2 separate regions of the Sus scrofa genome follow, and region 1 is linked to region 2. Evidence: chromatin contacts called from public Hi-C data. All regions are on one chromosome and are shown on one strand. Each heading gives the region's core, a stretch centred on a gene start, on an enhancer-like site or on the middle of the called end of the contact. The rest is flanking DNA. Distances are from core to core; before and after follow the strand shown.

Region 1 (5,317 bases), core at 1,501-4,000, 220 kb before region 2:
ACCCGATAAGGCGACTGCTTAAGCTATAGCCAGTCAAGTAATTTCCTTGCTTTGTTTTGGAGACTTCTCTATGAAAATCTCTCCACCAGCTCCCATTTGTTGCGTGTTCTTATTTACTTTCATCTTGATGCTGTCTGATTCAAACTGATGTATACTCAAGTAAACTCCTAAAAAAATTTATGTCTCTTTTTAGCTTTTAATGCAAATGAAACTGATTAGTACTTTTCTTTTGGTCTGTCATTATCAATTTTTATACTAAAGTTAATTACAGAAAATTCCTTCTTTTCCTAGAATCTGAATCAACTAAACATTTAGTTCAAAAATTAGCTAAAACTAGGAGTTCCTGTGTAGCTCAATGGGTTAAGGCTCCAGCATTGTCAATGCGTCGGCTTGGGTCACTGCAGGTTTGATTCCTGGCCTGGGAACTTCTGAATGCCATGGCTGTGGCAAAAAAAAAAAAAAAAAAAAAACAACCCCCCCACACACACATATACAAAAACAAAAAAAACACTAAAACTCAGTTATAACCATCTAGTAACTTTTTTTTTTTTTTTTTTTTTTTTTGTCTTTTTTGCCTTTCCTAGGGCTGCACCTACATATGGAGGTTTCCAGGCTAGGGGTCTAACTGGACTGTAGCTGCCCGCCTATGCCAGAGCCACAGCAACGCAGGATCCGAGCAGCATCTGCAACCTATACCACAGCTCACAGCAACGCCAGATCCTTAACCCCACTGAGTAATGCCAGGGATCGAACCCAAAACCTCATGGTTCCTAGTTGGATTCGTTACACTGAGCCACAACGGGAACTCTGCATCTAGTACCTTTTTAATAGAACATGTTTTAAGACATTTGAATTTCATTACAGTTACTGTTCTGTTTAGGTGTTCTGCTCCTTTTTTTTTTTTTTTTTTTTTCACACAGTCAAGGCATGTGGAAATTCTTAACCCAGGGATGGAACATGCACCATAGCGGGGACCCCAGCTATGACCACATGGGATACTTAACCAGCTGAGCCACACGGGAACTCCCAAGTTTTCTACTTCTTAGTAGAAATCAGTAATTTGAATTTTATTAGAAAATTACAGTTACTTCTACTATGGTTATGAAGTTGCACAAAGCCTCAAAATTGTTTTAAACATAATGTGTATGGTTTAACTTTTCACATTTCTAATGCTTTTGTTTTGAGTTAATGTTTTGTTATTGCTTATTGTATTTCATTTATCTTTTTTTCTTTTTTTTTTTTTGTCTTTTGTCTTTTTTAGGGCCGCACCCTCGGCATATGGAGGTTCCCAGGCTAAGGGTCTAATTGGAGCTGTTGCCACCAGCCTATGCCAGAGACACAGCAACGCCAGATCTGAGCTGCATCTGCGACCTACACCAAAGGTCACAGCAAGGGAGCGAGGCCAGGGATTGAACCCGCAACCTCGTGTTTCCTAGTCAGATTCATTTCTGCTGCACCATGACGGGAACTCCCATTTATCTTTTAGAACCAAATTGAATTTCAAAAAATCTGGCCCACTTTTTTGTTTTCTATAGTTCATCAATTTCAGAATCAATACTGATGTAAGCAGTTTTCATATATTGAGGTGTGGGAAAGTCATACTGGCTTGTACATAATTTGGCCTGAACTTTATATTGTGAGAACAGCCTTGTATCCTGTTTATTATACATTATACACCTTCTTTAACCATTAAAGAAAAAAATGCACGATCCACAAGTAAAGAATGTCCACTTTGAAAATAGGGATAAATGTCTTCCTTCCTATAAGCCCATGCCAGTGCTTCTTCAAAGATAAGATTCCCTTCCCAGGAGTTCCCAGTGGCGCAGTGGTTAACGAATCCGACTAGGAACAATGAGGTTGCGGGTTCGGTCCCTGCCCTTGCTCAGTGGGTTAACGATCTGGCGTTGCCGTGAGCTGTGGTGTAGGTTGCAGACTCGGCTCTGATCCCACGTTGCTGTGGCTCTGGCGTCGGCCAGTGGCTATAGCTCCGATTCGACCCCTAGCCTGGGAACCTCCATATGCCGTGGGAGCGGCCCAAAGAAATAGCAAAAAAAGACAAAAAAAAAAAAGTTTCCCTTCCCAGACACCAAGGCTATACTGACTTGCTGTGTACATGCTAATCTGTCTCTTTTGAAATCTTGAAGGAATGTTCCCATGTCATATTTGATGTATGTTCTTTGTTCTAACAAGATATAAAACTGTGCTAAAAGCCATGCTTCTCTGGAGCAGTTTCTCACAGCTAGGGAGAGGCTAGATCCACATCCCCCGTCTCCACTCTAGTACTCCTGCGCAGGTGGAATAAAACTCTTTTATTCCTTATTGTAGTTTGTTTACTGATTATTTGTGTCCACAATACTTATTCATTTTATATTTAATAAAATTTGGTAAGTAATGTTTTATAATAAGGACATGACAATGGCCAAAATATAAGGGAACGCTCTTAAAGTAAGAAAAAACTCACTAGAAAGTACTGTTAAAAAATATTAGTGTGACTTTCTAGAGATCTTTTTACCTGTGTTTTTTACCTGTATTAACATACTTATAAATGTTTGAAAACCGTATTGCACGGTATATAGTTTAGTATTGGCATCCTATTCCGCACTCAGGGTCGTTGTCCTTGAACCTCCTCAGGCCCTTCCCAGACTCCCCTCCGTCTAAACTCTCCCCGGCCACGTCCCCAGCCCGCTAGTCTGGGACTACATTTCCCAGAAGCCCTCAGGGTGGGCCGGCCCAGCCCCTACCGGGCGTCTCTGAGACTCCGCCCCAATCTTGCTGAAAAGCGGAGACCTGGGGCTACGGCTTTACGGCGTTCCTGACCGAGGACTGCGTGGGATCTGGGAATGAATTTTCCGCCGGAACGCGAGCACCCACTTTTCCCGACTGTCGGTTACATTTCCCAGAAATCTCCACGGTCCACGGCCCTTTCTTACTCTTCGGCGGCCACCTATGCTACCCCGCCCTGTCGGTTCGCCCAGGTCTTCGACGGTGTTCCAGCGTAGCTGGGCGGTCTGGACTGCGTTTCGCTAAAGGCTGGGAACGCTACGCGATTCTGGGCGGAGAAGACTGTTGTGCGGGCCGCCCAGGCTCCAGTAGTTTTCCTCCTCTGGACTACATTTCCCCGAGGGCTCCGCGGTGTAAGCAGCTTTTGGCTGAAAGTGGCTGGCTGGTGGTGAGTTGGCGGGAGTTCGGACGCTAAGGATCGGGACATTCCAGGCGACCTCGCTCACTGGTTTGGGGAGGATTCAACCAGACTGGAGAGAGAGGAGCCCAGAGAAGTGGACGGTGAGGATTCCCGGGACAGGGCTGGGGTCTGCCAGGAGTTTGTTAAGCGTGGTTGACTGTCGGGCTTGTCTGAGCGGCGTGCAGAGAGGGTGGGGTACCTTATCTAAGTAGTACTATGTATGTGTTCGTGTGTGTGTGTCTCCCGCGGTGGATACCTTAGCTGGAGAGAGTGGGTGTGCGCGCGTGCCCCCATTGTGGCCACTTCGCCAACTCTGCCTTTGGGGGTAGAACTGGGAATGGCGCCTTCTTTGTACGTTTTTGGTCGGCGCCGAGTGGGGTCCGCTAGCGAATGTTTGGAGCTTCTACCTCAAGCCCAGATTGATCTCATTGCAATCTCCATCCCAAGAGCTGCACAGCTGCAGCCGCCCACTCTCCATCGTGCTGAATGGCTTTCTCCTGGGGTTGTTTATGGTGTTTGTCCGGGGGTTTCTAGAGCTTTGGGCAGGGAGCCCCTCCTATTTCTATTTCTCTGTTCTTTGATCACCTTGACCCCTGTGGTCACCTAGGATCCAGGCCCCGGGAGGCCTACAAAACAGGAATGTGGGACTCTGATAGGTGGAACCAATTAGAATGTGTCTTGGAGCCACAGATCTGGGCTTGGTGTAAGATACTGGCCTAAAAGAACCCGAAGTCCTGCCCTTAGGGAGGAAGGAGGCTGCAGTCCGGGAGTCTGGCCCAGGACTCCCACCTGTACCCCTAAGACCCCCTGCTCTTCTTTTTCATGAGGAAGGGAGTGGTGGAGTTGCAGGCTTTTAGACTTGGCCTCCTCTGGGCTCCAGGAAGGAACTGTTGTTTCATAGTTTCTTAACCTTTTCCCACTTTTTCCTTCTCTAAGAATCCGGAAGAGGAGGAGAGAAGAGCCGCTGTGCATCAGAAGTCATGGCTGAGGTAAGTTGTATTTGCCATTTTCTTTTTGGAAAGTTCTTGCTGGTTTTCAGGACAGTATCTTGTTATAGGAGTCTATCTAGAAGATTTACAGCAGTGATTTGGAGGAAGGGGAAGAGAGGAGGAAACTACATTTTTGGAAGTGTTTTCCTACACCAGCCAGGAACCTAAATCTAGGCTGCTTTGCATACCTTGTCATATCTGATTGGAAGTTCCATTTCCCTGGATTTTGTTTACTGCTAGAACAATCTTGATAGAATGTGTCTGAGTGATATGGCAGGGAAATAAAGTTTATCACCCATGGTCCCACCATCTAGAGATAATCACTATTAATGTTTAAAATTATTTTCTTGAGGAGTTCCTGTTGTGGCTCCACAGAACTGAATCTGACTTAGTATCCATGAGGACGCAGGTTCGATCCCTGGCCTTGCTCAGTGGGTTAAGGATCCAGCATTGCCTTGTGAGCTGTGGTGTAGGTCGCAGATGTGGCTCCGATCCTGAGTTGCTGTGCCTAAGGTGTAGGCTGACAGTTGCAGCTCCATTTCAACCCCTAGCCTGGGAACCGCCATATGCCGTGGGTGCAGCTCTAAAAAAAAAGGGTATTTTCTCTGCACATGTGTGTGGGTATGTAATTTTATTTTCAGAATAGGATGATATTACTAATAAAAGCAACTAACTTATTGAGTGTTTACTTGAAGTAACTTGTAGTTTGAAGTTCTTGATGTTTATCATCTTGTTGAATCCACATAACAGCCCTATGAGTCAGGTAGGTTTTTTTTTTTCCTTAGGTATTACAGTGATTTCTTTAAACTTTCTATTGTAAACTAAAACACAGATACGGAAAGTCACACAATATAATAGAATTATTTATTTTGCTTAAGGAATTATAAGAGCAACACTGTTGTCACCAGCACCCATGTCGAGAAATAGAATAGTGCTAACCACTCCAGAAAGAAGCTCTTCCTTGTGATCCCCTCCCTCACCCTCAAACTAATTGCACTCCTACCTTTTATCATAACCCCTTCCTTATTAAATAAAAAAAACCTTAATTATTTGCTGTTACTTTCATACATTAAAAAAAAAAAAAAGTAGGAGTTCCCATCGTGGCTCAGTGGTTAACACACCCGACTAGTATCCATGCGGTTTGATC
Region 2 (5,034 bases), core at 1,412-3,911:
CTTCATGCAGTTACAAATATACATTTTTATCCCCACTTACTAAAAAAAAATAGTGTATTACACCAAACACTTTACTTTCTTCATGTAGCAAAATACATTGCAGGCTTTTAAAATCTAACATATGACATATATTTCCATTCGCTTGTCTTTTAGCTCCTTCATTAACATTTAAAAATAATCTTCATATAAGTTTTACACATTTGCTCTTTATCCCTAGGTGTTTTATCTGATTTGTTGCTATGCAAATAAAGTAGTCTTCTTGATAACTCTTACTGATTACTTTCAGTATTTATCAAAGCTATTATGTCTATACATGAATTTTTATACTGATACTTTTTCACTTTATTGAAAACTATTTTGTGTTATACCGAAAGAAATTGTAGATAGGGAAAATAAAAATTCGTTTCACTACATTTACAAAAGGCTATTTGGTTTGGGGAAAGCCTGGTCCAATTAGTGTGACTGCCATGATTCTTGACAAACTAGGGAGTCTTAAGTCGGTTACTTGATTTCTCCACCAAAGACTGGACAACTTGCTTCCCAATTCTGTGCTGTCTGCACTAGTACAAACTACCTCGCCTAAAGCTATTCCTTAGTCCAGGAATTCTCAATGCAGCCTCACCAAAATGCCTCCAAAAAATTAAGAAAAGTCAATACCTAGGTGTAGTTTAGACATCCATTAATAAGTTTTCCGGAAATCTTTCCCCTTAGATTTTTTTAAAATGATGATATTGTTTTCTACTCCACAATGAGTCTTTTATATAAAAATCGCTTTAAAAATTACTTATCCGCACAATTGTTTAGCTTTCTCCCTTTCTCACCTTTCATAGAAACAGATGCTCCAGAAAGATGCATCCTTATTACCATTATTTTTAGAAAGTGAGGTTTAGATGATACTACCCCACTAAGCTCACAATGCCACCCACTAACTTGGAACTACACAAGTTGCAACTCTACAACTGTCACACCCTTGGTCGCCCACACGCGAACCCGCCCCAGTTTCCTTCTGTACCCCTGCCCCCATCCACATGAGCTTTGAACAATGCACGTCACAGAAGGCGATTCTTCCCGTTCAATTTTCCCAGCCCAGTCGTAGGCTCCGCGAAACCTCTCCTATAAACTCCCGCTGACTGGATTGTAAGCCCAGAAACCTAGATCCCGCACCCAGATCTGACCGCCGCAGAACCAAAAACAAACTCACCAGCAGACAAAGACGACGATGGCGAGCCAGAAAGCTTGCGCCTGCGCACTCCTTGGGCTGGGTAGCACTCCCAGAGGTCTCCTGGGCTTCAACAAGCCCCGGCTCACTACCCTGCGGAGTCCGATGATGTTGGTCGGTCGCCCACTTTGGTGACTGTGGACTACATTTCCCAGAAGTTTCAGTGATTCCAATCGTCTTTCGCGCTTTCTCAACTCCACCATAGCTTTGGCACTGTCTCCCTTGTCGGGGGACAAGTGTCTCTAGGCTGAGCCTCAGGACTTAGGTAAATAACATTCTACCTGTGTTAGGTCTACTTCTGGGAGAGGGCAGTGATATGCCTCGGGTTATATACAATAAGCTCACTTTAAGCACGCTGGGGTGATTCCCACTAGAAGCCACAGTGCCAGGGTATGCCAGGAGCGCCAAGCTCCAGGGCGCGTTTGAGGTTGGGGGCGAGCAGGGGTGAAGAATGGAGTGGTGGGCGGATCTCTTTGGCCGGGTTCACCCCCGGCGCCATCTTGTCCCTCGCGAGTGCGGCGCTCAACTACATTTCCCAGAGGGCGCCGCGGTCTCCGGCGGCGGCTCTGAGCGGAGCTCTTCGGCAGCCGGGCCTTAGTCTCGAGTGGTTGAGCCCGGCCGCTGATGCCCTGCGCGGGAGATTGGAGGTGAAACGTCTGTCTCGCGGAACCGGGATCAAGACTTGTTTTAAGTCTGTTCAGGCGGAATGGGCGGGTTTGGGGAGGGGAGTGTCGGTTATGAAGTTGTGTGTGACTCTGTGCTTCAGTGATGTGTCTTTTTTTTGTGACTGTGTGTGATACCGTGTTTATGTATGTGAGGAGTTTTACGTAGCGAGTCGCCGTGGTGTGATACTGTGTGTCCCTGTGGTAGGTGTGTGAATTTTTTCTAAATGACCATGTGTTCCTCTTTGTGTGCAGGCATAGGGAGTTTTGTGATTGTGCTTCTGTGACTGCGTCCCAACGGAAACTGTGTGGCACTGTGCGGAGGGAAGAATTTATGACTGAGGTTGTTACCTTTGTGTCTAGCGGTAGATATGTGACTGTGCAGCACTGGATGCGTAAATTTGAGGGTCGGCACTGTGTGTCACGTATAGTCATATGTGAGAAACGGGATGGCTCTTCCCCTTAGCAGTAAAGACCTTGAATATGATATTGAGGTTAAAGTGGAAGCCTAGATCTTCTCTGTTAGCCTTCCTCTTTTGGGGGCGGGAGGGCAAGGGAGTAAGGTGACTTTATCATTTGGACCCCAAGAAAGGTTCGGGAGTTCCCTTCGTGGCGCAACAGAAACGAATCCGACTAGGAACCATGAGGTTGCTGTTGATCCCTGGCCTCGCTCAGTGGGTTAAGGATCCGGCGTTGCGGTGAGCTGTGATGTGGGTCGTAGGCTGGCAGCTGTAGCTCCGATTGGACCCCTAGCCTAGAAACCTCCATATGCCGCGGGTGTGCCCTAAAAAAAAAAAAAAAAAGTTGTTCTTGCCCATCTCGGTCTATTAGCGGCTCATTGGGTCTGTCCCTTGTAGTGCGGAGCCAATAAACACACCACGTGCTTTCGATTAAAGCAGAAGCATGTATTACTTGTGACAAGTAAGGAGACAGGGAGATAGCTCTCAAAGCACTGTTTCTCCAGAGCTGGAGGGAGAAGTTTTAAACCCGGGGTGGGGGTGAGGGGCAATGCATAGTCTCGAAAAGGCAGGCATATTAAAGAGGCAAAGGTTACTCTAGGTTGCCAAAATCTGTAAGCAAACATGTGTTTTGGTTGTTTGTTCCCACTAATTTTTTGAAACATGTGGTGTTTGGAACTTTATGCAATTTAACGGTTTCTGCAAAACCAAGCACACTTTGGTTTAACCCCATTTTTTACTTACTGCTGTCTAGCTAACATAGTCCTCTTCCAAGAGAAATCTCAGAGGAGGAGAAAATATTAGTTGTGACATCTAAAAGTCTTTTTAAAGGTGACGATATTTTCGCTTTGTTTTTTTCAGGAAGTGATTTTTTTTTTCTTGGCAAACGCATAACAAAGACCCGTCATTAACCTGGAACCTAGTATTTCTCTTTGGAAACGTCTTCCTTGAACTTCCTAATTTTTAAAATTAATATGGCAAACAGTTTATCTTGTGTGCTATTTTGTTTTTACACGTGTACACATATGAAGATATATAGATACATATATATTTTTTATGTTTTCATTTAAGTGATGTTATTATAACTTCTCACATAATTGAGTTATTTGAGAATATTTTATTATTATTATTATTTTTTTGTCTTTTGTCTTTTTGTTGTTGTTGTTGTTGTTGCTATTTCTTGGGCCGCTCCCGCGGCATATGGAGGTTCCCAGGCTAGGGGTCCAGTCGGAGCTGTAGCCACCAGCCTACGCCAGAGCCACAGCAACGCGGGATCCGAGCCGCGTCTGCAACCTACACCACAGCTCACGGCAACGCCGGGTCGTTAACCCACTGAGCAAGGGCAGGGGCCGAACCCGCAACCTCATGGTTCCTAGTCGGATTCGTTAACCACTGTGCCACGACGGGAACTCCTATTTGAGAATATTTTTAACATTAGTGTTGTTTTATTGTATGTGTGACTAACGCAGTATCCAGTCTGTATTGCTACAAACATCCTGATTTTGGAGTTCCTGTTGTGGTTCCATGAGGACGCAGGTTCTATCCCTGGCCTCAGTCAGTGAGTTAAGGATTCAGTGCTGCCTTGAGCTGTGGTGTAGTTCACAGAGGCGGCTTCAATCTGGTATTGCTGTGGCTGTGGTGTAGGCCGACAGCTATAGCTCTGATTTGACCCCTAGCCTGGTAACCTCTATATGCCGCGGGTGCAGCCCTAAAAAGACCAAAAAAAAAAAAAAATCCTGATTTTGTTTGAAGGGGCACTGTGCCCAGCTTAAAGAGAAACGAATAGGAAAAAACAAACAAACAAAAAAACCCCTCCACGTTTTATCTTATCTTATAGATGTAAACAAAAGCTGTTAGATTGGGTTTCTTAAACAGTTCTTTAAAGAGGGGTGTGGGACAGGCTCAGTGGGCATGTATGCTTTTGACTTCCTTTCTCTTCCTTCCTGTGGATATTGTGTTGCATATGGAGCAACCATCTTATAAATGTATTTATGAGGAAAAGAAGAGAATTTACAGTATTATATTAAATGAAAATAGAGGACTTTAAATGGTATATATTGTATATGTTATTTAGTAACCAAAAAAAAAAAAATGTACTCATAGATGCATGAGTCTTGTAGCATGTAATTGTCTTCATCATGATGTTGATTGAGATAAAAATGCACAGTGTGAGAGCTGTGAGTTTCAGTTTTATTTGGGGACTTAACTGGGGACTGTAGCCCAGAAGACAACCTCCAAGATAGCTCTGAGAAACTGCTCTGAAGAGATGAAGGGGTATGTGCAATTAAGGATATATCTCGGTAGAAGGTTACTGCTAGTTACAAGGAACAGATATCTCAATTAATGATTTTAGTGCTTTTCTAAGTATGGGAAGATGCAAGAATCCAAGTTCATTAAAAAATTCACCTGAAATAGTCCTAATTATCTAAAGGTCCATTTTTACAGAGCACAGAGTGACTCATTCTGAATTCCTTTCAGGGTGTATTGTACATCAGTGACTTTAGTGGCTAATGACTTGATTCTTGTAGAACTGAATGGTGGGCAACATTCTTTGTTTTACATTTACCCCCTTTTGTTCATAAATTCAAGGTTTGGGAGACATTTTGTGACCAATTTGTCCCGCCCTGCTAGTGTTACCGGAATTTTGCCTGTCTGCCAGTGCCGAATTGAAACGCAGAGACAGTTTTGGGTAAAG

Evidence for each region. Hi-C and Micro-C count contacts between places; a contact is called where the count stands out from the background.
Region 1: a contact with region 2 is called in a Hi-C map of liver, with 5 times the contacts expected there. The contact joins the promoter of LOC102159768 here to the promoter of ZNF260 in region 2. A contact is called at or near these places in 3 of 47 Hi-C or Micro-C datasets (heart right ventricle, liver and skeletal muscle).

What each region holds. Positions count from the first base shown.
Region 1 is chr6:46,076,775-46,082,091 of Sscrofa11.1, reverse strand. It overlaps LOC102159768 (zinc finger protein 568-like), which reads left to right and starts at 2,750. Exons shown (of 6, transcript XM_021097156.1): 1 at 2,750-3,282; 2 at 4,118-4,170. The coding sequence starts at 4,162.
Region 2 is chr6:45,855,701-45,860,734 of Sscrofa11.1, reverse strand. ZNF260 (zinc finger protein 260) reads right to left here and starts at 2,661. Exons shown (of 5, transcript XR_002345315.1): 1 at 1,202-2,661.